2 separate regions of the Arabidopsis thaliana genome follow, and region 2 is linked to region 1. A link is a contact called in public ChIA-PET data. All regions are on one chromosome and are shown on one strand. Each heading gives the region's core, a stretch centred on a gene start, on an enhancer-like site or on the middle of the called end of the contact. The rest is flanking DNA. Distances are from core to core; before and after follow the strand shown. Region 1 holds the start of AT4G26860 (Putative pyridoxal phosphate-dependent enzyme, YBL036C type). Region 2 holds the start of FADA (fatty acid desaturase A).

The links. ChIA-PET counts read pairs in DNA pulled down with a chosen protein or histone mark.
Region 2: a contact with region 1 is called in an H3K4me3 ChIA-PET map of shoot, with 11 read pairs. The contact joins the promoter of FADA here to the promoter of AT4G26860 in region 1.

Annotation. Positions count from the first base shown.
Region 1 is chr4:13,499,831-13,506,332 of TAIR10.1, forward strand. It overlaps AT4G26860 (Putative pyridoxal phosphate-dependent enzyme, YBL036C type), which reads right to left and starts at 5,046. Exons shown (of 7, transcript NM_118820.7): 1 at 4,642-5,046; 2 at 4,396-4,462; 3 at 4,271-4,317; 4 at 4,079-4,166; 5 at 3,871-4,004; 6 at 3,671-3,769; 7 at 3,223-3,538. The coding sequence starts at 4,863. The coding sequence ends at 3,461. AT4G26870 (Class II aminoacyl-tRNA and biotin synthetases superfamily protein) reads left to right here and starts at 5,461. Exons shown (of 9, transcript NM_118821.6): 1 at 5,461-6,030; 2 at 6,098-6,208; 3 at 6,281-6,394. The coding sequence starts at 5,551. It overlaps VTC2 (GDP-L-galactose phosphorylase 1), which reads right to left and starts at 1,871. Exons shown (of 7, transcript NM_118819.3): 1 at 1,204-1,871; 2 at 997-1,115; 3 at 855-914; 4 at 499-741; 5 at 219-404; 6 at 1-123. The coding sequence starts at 1,315.
Region 2 is chr4:13,567,315-13,573,531 of TAIR10.1, forward strand. It overlaps FADA (fatty acid desaturase A), which reads left to right and starts at 4,607. Exons shown (of 1, transcript NM_118837.2): 1 at 4,607-5,756. The coding sequence starts at 4,637. The coding sequence ends at 5,608. It overlaps AT4G27020 (inositol-1,4,5-trisphosphate 5-phosphatase), which reads right to left and starts at 4,181. Exons shown (of 7, transcript NM_118836.3): 1 at 3,759-4,181; 2 at 3,286-3,426; 3 at 2,813-3,178; 4 at 2,253-2,498; 5 at 2,000-2,092; 6 at 1,583-1,783; 7 at 1,053-1,505. The coding sequence starts at 4,067. The coding sequence ends at 1,290. It overlaps VPS22 (EAP30/Vps36 family protein), which reads right to left. Exons shown (of 11, transcript NM_118838.5): 9 at 6,177-6,217; 10 at 5,970-6,059; 11 at 5,575-5,848. The coding sequence ends at 5,747. EMB2788 (ribosome 60S biogenesis amino-terminal protein) reads left to right here. Exons shown (of 16, transcript NM_001341833.1): 14 at 1-336; 15 at 610-691; 16 at 775-1,125. The coding sequence ends at 982.

The DNA.
Region 1 (6,502 bases), core at 3,796-6,295:
TTCAAAGAGAAGACTTCTCACAGGGTAACTTAGAAGCTCTGAGATTTTGACACCACTAACAGTGGTAGTTATCTTCTTGGTAGGAGCTTTCTCCAGTGGGAAAGGCATGGCCAAGTAATAAGCCTGTTTCCAAAAACAATCACCACCAAAACAATCAGAACAAACATCTTAGATGAGCAAGGGTGAAAAGGTTATGCTTGGATCACTTTTGGATATACCTGAAAGTGGAGATGATTGATAGTGGCAAAAGCACCCAAGCTGTTGTAACCGAGTCTGAAGTATGGATTAGCAGCCTCAGCAGCCATGTGAACTGCAAGCAAAAGGCTTTTGTGATCGATCCTTTGAGGCAAGCAGTCAAGAACACGAGGAATCAGCAGCACATGGCCATACTCTATCGGACTAACCTGTTAAAAACAACAATAAAGAATTAATCTTTTGCTAGCGAAACCAATAAAAGGAAGAAAGAAAAAACCAAGCTCTCTGCACAAGAGTCTTTACATTGATGGCAACAACACTGGGAGAATTCTCAGGGTCAATAGGCATGCAAGGGAAGAACTGAACTTGGGCATCTTCACCAGCTTCAAACTGGAAGAGCAACTCTTCTTGGCCAACTTTAGTGAAGTTGAATTTGCTGCCATCAAAAGACTGCAACACCTTATCTACACGGAACTCAGTTGGCCTCTTCTTCAAGTGACGACCCTCGTTAAGCTGAGCAACGAAACCATACTTCCCCGGGATAACCTATAACATCAAGAGAAACAATCTTAAGAACAATGTAAAACATATCTCGGATTCCTCAGCAACAAACAACCCAACATAACTAGATTGTCAAACAAGGTAAGAAAGACAATTACTTTGGTTTCGCAGGCAGTGACATCATAGCGAAAAAGTCCTCTTTGGAACCTATCCTCCCACTAAACATAAGAATACTGATTAGACTCTTCCAAGCTACAGAAACCATTATCAGAATATCAAAATCAGTGGTCTATGATTTACCTCTCCGAGAACAAGGGACTCGAGAAAAGCTACAGGAGGCTCTATAGCCTCATGACTGATTACAAGCTTCTCTCCGGATTTTACCAGATTCTTACATGCATACAATGGAAGCCTAGCCCCTGAACAAACACATCATAAGGTGAATAAAAAAAAAGTGATAAAATTTAAACATGATTAAAAAAGACGATTCAGGTTTCCAAAACGTACCGTTAAGGCAACAAGCGCCGAGGCAATTCCGTCCACAGCCGACGGGATCCTCCGCTCCATCGTCCTTCTGGTAGTTCGAAACAACGGTCGGAACTCTTTTGATTTTCAACATTCTCAAAAAAGACAAATTTCGAAGAGCAAAAGAAAAAACTTCCCCCAAGAAAAAAGCGATTCAAGAGCACCAAAAAAAGAAGAAGGAAAAAACACTAACAAACCCTAACTCCTAAAACCTAAAGGAAAAGAAGTTAAAGCTGGAACCGCCACCGGCGAGAAAGAGGAGATCGGAAGGGCTGCCGCCTTCAGACGGCAGAGCTCCACGTCCTCCGTGCGGCAAAGGATTAGTTTCGATTAAACAACCCTTCTGTCGGACAATATGGACATGTGAGCTAACACCCCGTGATATCCCGTGTATAGCCGTGATTCCGATCACCTGTTCCCCGGATTTTTTCAAATCGAACGCCGGAAAAAAAGATTACAGCTAAAACGAACCCGACACTCAAAACAGCAGAAACGAAACGAATAAATGAGAGATCTTTTGATGTGGGTTTTTTTCACAAACAAAAATTTGAGAAGATGCCTGAATGAATAATTCTTTGAGGTGTTTTTTGATGATACAGTGTTTTAGGATATCGAATGGGCTTTAAATAGATAGGAGATGAGTGAACCAGAGAAGACAGACGACAAAATTTTAATTATATACTAATATTTCTCTCTTTTTTTCTGTGGTTGTGATTCGGACGTGAAATTTCTTAGGTCCTTTCTTGTGGATTTTATTTTTTCATCGATATTATTTTGTCTAATTGTATTTTTCTTCTAATCTAATTAGTTAGTTTGATTAGGCAAAGGACCAAAACAAAAATCTTATTCGGAAGATAAAATGAGATCTAAGTTTGATAAGATTAAAGTTGGAAAAAATATTTTTGCATGCAATTAAGAAAATTTTTATTAGTCTTGGGAGAAAAGTTGGAGCACTACATTTTCTTTGAGAGAAAAATAGATCAGAATGAACTAAAGAAAGATTTAAATCTTGTGTAGATTGGAAATTGAGAACTAATTGTAACTGTGTCTTACAAGTATTTTCAATTAAATTTGAGATAAACAATTGCTAAACGTTTATCCAAAGAGAATAACATTTGCTAAACCTAGTTAACCTTATGAATTATGATATACGTATGTTTAATGCCAATTGATTATGAATTTGAATTTCATTGTATATAATCGTAGATCGTAGTTTGCTGCATGTAAACGAGACTAAAAGGATGGAGGCGATGAAGAGTTCATGTGGCATATGTCTTCTTATGATGTCATGTGAAGTCATGTGTTATGCCACGTTTTATATTATCATAGAATATTATTATTATATTAACGAAATTTTCTTTTTGACTTTTTCTGTTCAACATTAATTTGTAAATTTATGTTGTCTTTATAGATAATATTTACATGGTCGTGTTTATTCATGGGACGGGGGTGTGGTCGTAGCAACTACTACGAGGCTCAATTTGGGCAAATGACTACCATCGTTCGTTCGGTCGTTTTTTTGCGAAACTATGATATAATTTTTAAATACATATATTGAGAAATATTTAGACCATTGCTTTTTGTTCGTTATTTTATGAGACAAAACTACAAAATAAACAAAAAAAAAACCAAACAAGGCAAGAAACACAAGTTAAGATTCGGAATCTAAGAAAAGGATATAGTTCTTGAACCACATAATAGTGGTCCATTATTTATTTGGCAGTCTCTACGACTACGATCGTACGTCCCTCCTTCCATCACCGTTTGTTTTATTTATTGTTTCTTTTCTTTTTTTACTTTAAACAACCATTTATCATGTTTTAAGACCTCGACATGTAATTCGAATTAGTATTGCATTAAGATTTAAAGAGTTACGGCGGTGGATCGGTGGTAGTCAGTGCAAGTAACGGATCATAATTGCGGTTGACCAAGCCTCTTTCACTGGCCTCTTTGTAACCATGAAAGCTGAGATGCTATTGGTACACCACTAAGTCCCAAATTCCCAATAATCGTGCGTCAGTAAACATCAATTTCGAGAGGACAAGTATCAAAATGCGATATCTGCTGTTACAAATATTCAACTCAGTTACAAAGCCCTTAACAATGTATTGATTTCTAATTTTCTATAAAGTAACTTTGTGAATACACCTAAGTTTATCAATGAAGAATAAAATTGTTTAAAATAATCGACAAAATAACATTATACATGAATTTTACAACAAGTGTTTGAGCATAGTAGCTAAGTTGTTTTCTTGGGGTACTCTCTTGGTCCGAAAATGGTGGAACCAACCCTCACATTGGTGCTTCCCATCTCAATCTGCAGAAACATAGTCAAAGATCATCTTCCACATATATGTGGTTCCTCGGATGAAAGAAAGAACACATTCAAATGATTTTCGATATTGAGTTGATTGCATTTTCGATATTAGAAGAGAGACAAAGATATTACCGCTAGCTCGAAGTCACCAGACATGCCCATGGACAGTTCAAATTGATCCTCAGCCATTCCAAGTGCCTTGCATACATCAGCTCTACAGTTTGAAAGTGTCTGTCCCGGTTTATGGGGAAAAGAATAAACCTTGGTAAGTAAAACTTGTAGGAATAACCCGAGAACACGTAAAACAAGTATCCAATCAAGTAGTAGAATACCCTGAAGTTCTCTGGGGTAGACGTATAATCAGGCATCCCAATAGTCATTAATCCGGAGAATACCAGATTTGGACAGTGATGTTTCACATGTCTTGCTAGCTCTACAACGCTAGAAGGTTCGATTCCAGATTTAGCTGCATCCATAATCAATCAGTCAGCCAACTGAAGAGGCTGGACAAGGAAATCAGCATAGAGGTAAAATACTCACAAACTTCTCCGCTTGTGTTCACTTGGACCAAAACCTTTAGTGGATGTCTCCCAAGATTTGAAACAGCTCGATCTAGATGATTTGCTACCTGTGAAATCAATCCCAAGTGATTGTATAACCAAAATAACCTCCTAGTAAAGTGAATTGTGCAAGTTAAACGCCACAACAACCTCTAATCGCTAGTTATAATACCTTTTCTCCATCCACACCATGAACCATTGCCAAATTTGGGACTCCAGCTGCAAACATTGGATTAAACGACTTTCACTTTCACTAAACCCCTAATTCAATATTAAAGATGGGGATAAAAGTCAGACTCAATAGCGTTTTGGCTTTGTTGCTCTGTAAATGCCCCACGAAATGCCACTCTATATCTTCCGGAAGCTGTATATCAATCAAACAAAGTGAAGGAGAAGCTCCATTAGCATCATCAAAAGCACAAAATATATCACATTCCCAGAAAATGGAGAGACACATAGTAGTTAGTGATTGAAGGATAAACATTCGGATTTTGAAATGAAATCGATTATCTAGTGAAGATAACAAGGATTGGAGAGAGGAACCTGTGGAGCTTTATCGATGATTTCTTGAACGTAATTCTCGCCGAAGCAACGGTGACCTGCGTCGTAGATTTGGCGGATAAGTGAGACGGGTTTAGTCTTGGAGACTGGAAGGACCCTGACCCGCTCGGGATCTCTTCCTACTTGCTCCGCCGCCTTACGAGCTCTAAGAATCACAGAGCGGAGAGCACTTGCGACGGTTGCCTCCACCGCAGGAGCTGCCATCGCCAATCGCCACTAACGCCTGTCGTCAATTTGGGCTTCTTCGGGAGTAATGTTTTTGTCACGTAAATTAGTTTATGGCCTTTAATTGGATAATTCACGGTCCACACGTTCAATACTAATTGCGATTATTTATCTCTTCACTTTTAATCAAAATTTCCAAGGCAGAGACACATGTAAGGGTTGATGTATATAGTCATCAATTCACGAGATTATTGGAATCTTTATTGCATAAACAATATCAAAATTGTGTTTTTATATATACCCTTTCAAAACGTTATGGGATTCAAAATTACACCCACACCCACCACTTATTGATTGGACATAACATCATTCAATGTAAAATTACACCCACCTCTTATTCATGTTTTAATTTTCACTTCTGTATATATTTTTCGAATTTCATGTATTCTGTTTGTACTTTTTTGGGTCTTATGTTAAGCCCATTTGTGGGTTTGTAAAAGTCTTTGACAATATCCAATAAATCAGTGAAAAAAAAAAGAAAAAAAAAATTATTATCACTGTAAACTTCAAATCAATTCAACTTGTGCTTTACATGGGTCTTCGCTGGACCAATATGTTTTGTGGGCCTTTCAAGCCCAACAATAGTTATCTACCCTAGCTCAAAAAGAGTTATCTTATTCTCATTCTCTCTCTCTCTGCCGCAGCTATCAATTTACTGGAGAAGAGATGGTGGGATCAGAGGTTTTGGAGGAATGTGGAGAAAAAATAAGCAAGAAAGAGTCAAAGAAGCGAGCCGCTAAACTGGAGAAGTTGCTCCGTAAACAGGAACGAGAAGAAGCCACATCATCATCTCTTTCTCTGGAGGAGGAGGATGAATCGTGTTCCAGCAACTACGGTGACGTGACTACTAACGAGTTGCAGTCGGCTGTTGAGGGAAAAGAGCTCACTGATGTGAGCAACTTGGTTGAAGAGATTGTGGGGTCAGAGGTTTCGATCAGAGGTCGACTGCACAAGAATCGCTTAGTCGGTACCAAATTGTTTGTGATCTTGAGGGAAAGTGGATTCACGGTTCAATGCGTGGTGGAGGAGACCAGAGTTGGTGCAAACATGATTAAATTTGTCAAGCAGCTGAGTCGTGAATCTGTTGTTGAGCTTATCGGTGTCGTCTCTCACCCTAAGAAGCCTCTCACAGGAACCACCCAGCAGGTTTCCTTTTTTTCTTTGATTGATTCGAATAGCGACATACATGAACTCATCGATAATGTTGTTGCAGGTTGAAATACATGTCAGAAAAATGTACTGCCTCAGCAGATCCTTGCCAAATTTACCACTTGTTGTGGAGGATGCTGCTCGTAGTGAATCAGATATTGAAAAATCTGGCAAGGTAGAATAATGTTTTAAGATTTGGAGCTGCTTATGATTATTTATATATTCCTTCATAAGAGAGCTGCTGCAGGATGGCAAACAAGCTGCTCGTGTCCTTCAGGACACACGTTTGAATAATAGGGTTCTTGACATCAGAACACCGGCTAATCAAGCCATCTTCCGTATTCAGTGCCAAGTCCAAATTGTAAGCTCTGATTTGATATGCAACATGGAGGATTATAGCTAGTTAGTGTCAACTAGGATATGATTTGTCATTATCCTAATAGTTCATTGCATGATTTAATTGTTTGTG
Region 2 (6,217 bases), core at 3,357-5,856, 67 kb after region 1:
ATACAAAAATACTCATTGAAGGACCACAAGAGGAGACTATGGTAGCAAAGTTTCTACGCTGGCTGTCGGCTTCAGTTATTCTTGGGAAGTCTTATTCTAAAGCCAGTGATTCGGACCCAACATTCTTAAGTAAAACAAAACCAGAAACTTTGCTGACATCGTTAGAATACTTTAAGAAAAGGAATCTCGAAGACAGCATGCAAAATTCAGAGCACATAATAGGGGAAGTAATTGTGCACCTCCAACAGTTCCTGAGTACAAACTACATGTTTCTTCTTCCCTCTGTTGTATTTGCACTTTCTCTCATGCTTCTTCACAATGACCTCGGGACTGGAGGTATGCTGCTTTTCACCGACATACACAACTCTTGTTTTCCGAATTACTTAGCTTTGATTGAGAATTGAGCTCTTGACTAGATTAGGTTTGGGTTTTGATATTGGAATCAAGATTTTTGCTTGTTTTTTTCAGCTGGTTAGAGATTAAGAAAAATGATCTGTTGAAACTATAGAATTATCCAGGCTTGTTCTTAGGTGTTAAGCTGCATCTACATCAGAGTCCGATGTCGACATCTACAAATCTGAAGCTAAAAAATTTCTTTCTTCTTTTCAGAGTCTGATGGCGATTACAAGCTCATCAAATCTCTGTGTTCTAAAATTAGTAGTCCTCCTGAGGCTATTCCGGGCTGGAGATGGTAAACGATTCCGCTATTGCTCATCATTCCAAAGTTTTGCATTGTTTATCACTCCAAATCTTGACCTGAATCCTTCTCCTCAGGTCATATTATCAAGCGTGGAGGGATCTGTCATCGGAACAAGCCACAGATCTGGATAAGATCAATGAACTCCATGCGTGCCAACACCTTTTGCTGATATTCTCTGCTATGCTTGGAGAAACGCCACAGGAATCTCAACAGGTGTTGCTTCGTAAAAGTTTTGACATGTCTCATGTATTCGAATGGGAAAGAAGTTTAGTTGAGACCTAGACACTAGTCATTGTATTGCAGGATTGTATCATCCAGATCTATCAATTTTGTAATATTAATGACATGAGTTGTTGGGTTTTGTTGTATCAATGAGATATGTTATGTGAGTCAGAGTCCATATAAATCAGGGTATCTCGCCGCAGAAGATATGTGTCTGTGAATTATATATACAAAAATATACAGAAACTTAACAATGGTTTTTTTTTTCATGTCTATTTAAAGACACTATATTAAAAAAAAAAAAAAAATCGTGCATATAACACGAAGTCATTCCTAACAAACAGACAATACAGTTGACTTTTCGGTTCTAGCAGTTCTTTGGTCTGTGGTATTTTGGAGGCAGAGACGGGCAGTGCTCGTTCATATGTGGGTATGGCTCCATTGTGTTGTAACCGGGAAGTTCCATCCTGTATTTCCCAAGTATTTGACAGTACGGAAGCTTCACAACGTCATTGTCATTGCACCATTTGGGAAAACGACTTGCATTACTCTCGAAAAACTTGAGCATGTAAGCATCTTTGATCTGTTAAAAGTAATTTTACTGGTCAGTGTGTGTGTATCAGTGTGTATCTTCTAGAGTGTGTACAGGTTGGTTCTCACCGTGAATTCTGTGACTTGAATGGAACTAGAGATTGGATCGAAAAGCCCAGCTTCTTTGTACATTTCGAGGATAAAAGCGATACAAGACGTTGATTTCCCATCGCTATATATCCAATCATCTTGTTCAGGAACTGCCAGCAACTCGTCAAAAGAGGATCCACGCTTTTCGACTTCCACCAGTACATCAGGAAGATCAAGACCCTGCCATTTTAGAACATCTCAGAGAAAGAACTAAAGAAAAGAAATCAATGACCATTTACTGAAGAATAGAGAAGAAGAAAATAGAAAGCATATGGTACCATGTGCCAAGAGCCAAAATGCTACTCTAAAACCTTCTACTTATTTTAATCCATAGAAGAGTAAAATGATTGATCAAGCATTATGAACAAGTGAAATAAATGAACAAAATGCTAATACCTCTGTTCCGAGTCGCTTGTTAAGGGCTTCATTCCACATGTTAGCAGCATAATCAGGCTGGATTTTGCTCCAAACTGTCATGACAGAAGCAACCTGGAAAAACATAATAGAGAAGGAAAAGAGATACAGAGAAAACAATCACAACCTCACCCATAAACTAACTGATAGAAGCTGATTAAAGAGAGAACAATAAAGAGATAAACTGAAACTTATGTTGTCATCAATGCCAAAATTCTGAGAAATGAAAACCTACAAGTTGAGCATCCAGAGGAGGTGGGTAATTTCCGCTGATGGTATCGATCCAGCTAAAGATCAAGTTGTGATAGCCATATGGTTTGCCATCCATGCTACGAGCATATTCCCATGCAGCTGTAACATTAAACTTGGCTCGATAATCAGGATGCAACGGTAGCAATGCAATGTGGGGATTCGAGTCATCCTTGGTTTGTTCAAACTCCCACCACTCTTCCCATGGCAATATCGCTATTACATCTTCTCCCTATGACCCAAAGGTTCGAAGGAGAAGACAGCCAAAAAATCATGATATGCATAAAAAAAAGGAACAAAAATGCAGTTCCATTAAAAGAATCAGTTTCCACAAGACTGGCTTGGAAAGAAGCCACTGGGAAAATATGAACATGTCATATCAAGTTCAGCGAAACTATAAATGTTACTAGTCAAGCATTTCGATGATGTTCAACTAAATCATTTTAGTTTGTTCTTAGCAGAGATAAGCATCTAGTGATACTCAGAACACGAACTAACTCAATGGCCATACTATTTTTCAATAGAACCCAAAAATTTAAGTTTTACCTTTTCATTTTCATTCCCGGATTCACCAACCCAGAGTTTCCCTTCAGAGTCCCTCAAACAGACAGCAGTGTGACCAGCATAGGCTCCACTTACCCACTTCTCTAGGGTCTCAAAACCACCCCACCGCCCACGGATTTTGGAGATAGCTAGTAAGTCTCCAGAGTGAATTTCATCGGTAGTAATATTTGTAACCCAAGGTTTAGGACGAGGATAGAAATTAGCACCCATATGATTCTTAAGAAACGCTATGTTAGAATTCTCCCCCCAACCAGTATTGGTAAACAGAGGGAAGACATCCCACAGAGCTCGGAGAGTTCCCAACATCCCTGCTTCCATGAGGAATATCGAAACTCCTTTCTGCTTAACCTGATCAACCGTGAGCCAGACAGGCAAAACAAAAATCCATTAGATATGTTAACTATAAACTGGAAAAGACAAAAAGATAACAAAGAAAGAAGAGCAGAGCAGCTTACATATTCATACTCAGCTTTACCCTCCCACTCCTTGAATTCCATAGTGTGCTCTCTCGAAGCAAAGTACCAATCCCATGTCACACGATATGGTGTGACAAAGACATAAATATCCATGCACGTCCAACTATGTGCCTTATCGACCTGCACAAAAGACGTTTCAACAGAATCAATTAAGTATTCATCATTCGAAAAACAGCTTCCAAGGTGAAGAGGAAATGTAACTCTAAGCCTATAATTTTTTTTGACAAGTCTAAGCGTATAATTTGAAATGTTCTCCGAAATATCAGGAACTCAGAAGCCTAATATCTAAAATCTAACAGCGTGAGAACATAAACAAACAGAGCTTCGAGATTTAAGCTCATCAACAAGTTTCTAAGAACCTCAAAAGCTAAACCCATAAACAAAACCCTCAAAAGTGAAACCAAGAATATGAAAAGCAACGATTTTAGAGCTCAAATTCATCATTTTGTAACCTTAATGTGAAGTGTGCCGCCGCCGAATTCGGAACCGGACTTGTTATTGAGCTCCAACCAAGCTTTGTTCTCATAAAAGCAAGCACCTTTCCACTCCACGGCGTCGTTTCTAACAGAAGCGGAGCCGATGAAAGTAGGGAGGAGATCGACGGCAGTGTTGAGAGAATTGACTACCGGCCACGAGACTTGCCTCGGAAAAAGCGGAAGCAGGTCTCGAGGGTGAAATGGTAATTTCCCGGATGAGAAAGTGAGAAGCAGCACCAGTAAGGTAGTGGCGAAGAAGATGCACGGAGACGATGAAGCAGCCATTGTTAAGTCGGTTACTGTCTCGCTTCCGTGTTGAATTCGCAAGTCTCGATTTTTCGATCGTCCATGACTGGTTTTCTTAACGTGTTTATTTATAATTTATTTCGTCTATCCTCCAGATTGATGTAATGATACATTCAAATTAATTTAATTTAGTATAACCATTTTTGTTGGTCAAACGTTCTAACATATTCGAATTTCGCATCTATTAAAATAAGACAAACACAATCCAAATATACCAATCTAATCGAATTTCAAACTAAACCAGAATAACTGATTGAGAAACCGAACAAAAATTATTTTTTGGGTAGGTGGGTCTAATAGAACATTTTTGAAATGTTGGGTTTTAATTTGTAACTTTTAGAAACTAAGAATCCAAATTTGAAAACTATTTTATAAGTTTGACAGTTGGTATAACCAACCAACTTGGTAATGTGCTAGTGATCAGAATAGCCCCACGCAACACTAACGTACACCACAACATAACTTGAGCGTAATCTCGTCCTCTATCATGTGGTTATGCCGTCGAGAAAACGAGAACATTTGACAACTTTCACCTGCAATCACTCTCAATGGCTGTATCACTTCCAACCAAGTACCCTCTACGACCTATCACCAACATCCCAAAAAGCCACCGTCCCTCGCTTCTCCGTGTACGTGTCACCTGCTCTGTTACTACCACCAAGCCTCAGCCTAATCGTGAGAAGCTTCTGGTAGAGCAACGCACTGTGAATCTTCCTCTGTCCAACGACCAATCTCTGCAATCGACCAAGCCTCGCCCTAACCGTGAGAAGCTTGTGGTTGAGCAACGCCTTGCCAGCCCTCCTCTGTCCAATGACCCAACTTTGAAATCGACATGGACTCACCGGTTATGGGTTGCAGCGGGCTGCACCACTTTGTTTGTCTCTTTAGCTAAATCTGTCATTGGAGGGTTTGATTCTCATCTCTGCCTCGAACCAGCTTTAGCCGGTTATGCAGGGTACATCTTAGCTGATCTAGGTTCCGGTGTCTACCACTGGGCCATTGATAACTACGGTGATGAGTCAACACCTGTAGTAGGAACCCAAATCGAAGCATTTCAGGGTCACCACAAGTGGCCTTGGACAATCACCAGACGGCAATTTGCCAACAATCTACACGCTCTGGCTCAAGTCATAACCTTCACAGTTCTTCCACTAGACCTTGCATTTAACGACCCTGTGTTTCACGGCTTTGTGTGCACATTTGCATTTTGCATATTGTTTAGCCAGCAATTCCATGCTTGGGCACATGGAACCAAGAGCAAGCTTCCACCTCTCGTGGTCGCGTTGCAGGACATGGGGTTACTTGTTTCACGGAGACAGCATGCGGAACATCATCGAGCACCGTATAACAACAATTACTGCATCGTGAGTGGAGCATGGAACAATGTTCTGGATGAGAGTAAGGTCTTTGAGGCATTGGAGATGGTGTTTTATTTCCAGCTTGGGGTGAGACCTAGGTCATGGAGTGAGCCAAACTCTGACTGGATAGAAGAAACCGAAATCTCCAACAACCAAGCATAAATATTTTTTTTACAGAGTGATACATGTACAAGAAAATTTCAGTAATATACTGAAAAGATTTCTTCGTAATTTATATGTAACGAGTGTGACTGTATTTAATACTGTATAAAACAAGCAAAACAACTGAGCATGTACCATTTAAGTATCAGATCCGATGGATGAGTAAACCGAAGAAACACAGGGAAACCAGTACCGACACTTTCCGTCTTTATGGCCATTGTCGATCATGGCAAGGCCCTCCTGAAAATGAATAATAGAATTGCAAGGTTTCAGGACTCGCATAGGTTGCATTGCATCTATCAGTATAATAGAAGTATTGAAGCACATAATCCAATTGAAGCAATGAATTGCAAATGCATACCTCTAACAAAGTTTCGAGAGCATCTATAACGCGACCAGATGTCCATGAGAGGCGTCTTTGTACCTCTTCCACAATCACAAAGCCTTGGCCCTGTGCGGAAAGCAACAGAAATCCTTGAGTTACTTCAGGTAGAACTACTAAGATATAATGTAACACATGTAATAGTTGTTTTCTTTTGTGGAAATATGTATCTCATATGATTATAACCTGAGCCAACTCCAAAATCTGGTTATGGTCTTTGTTCAGCT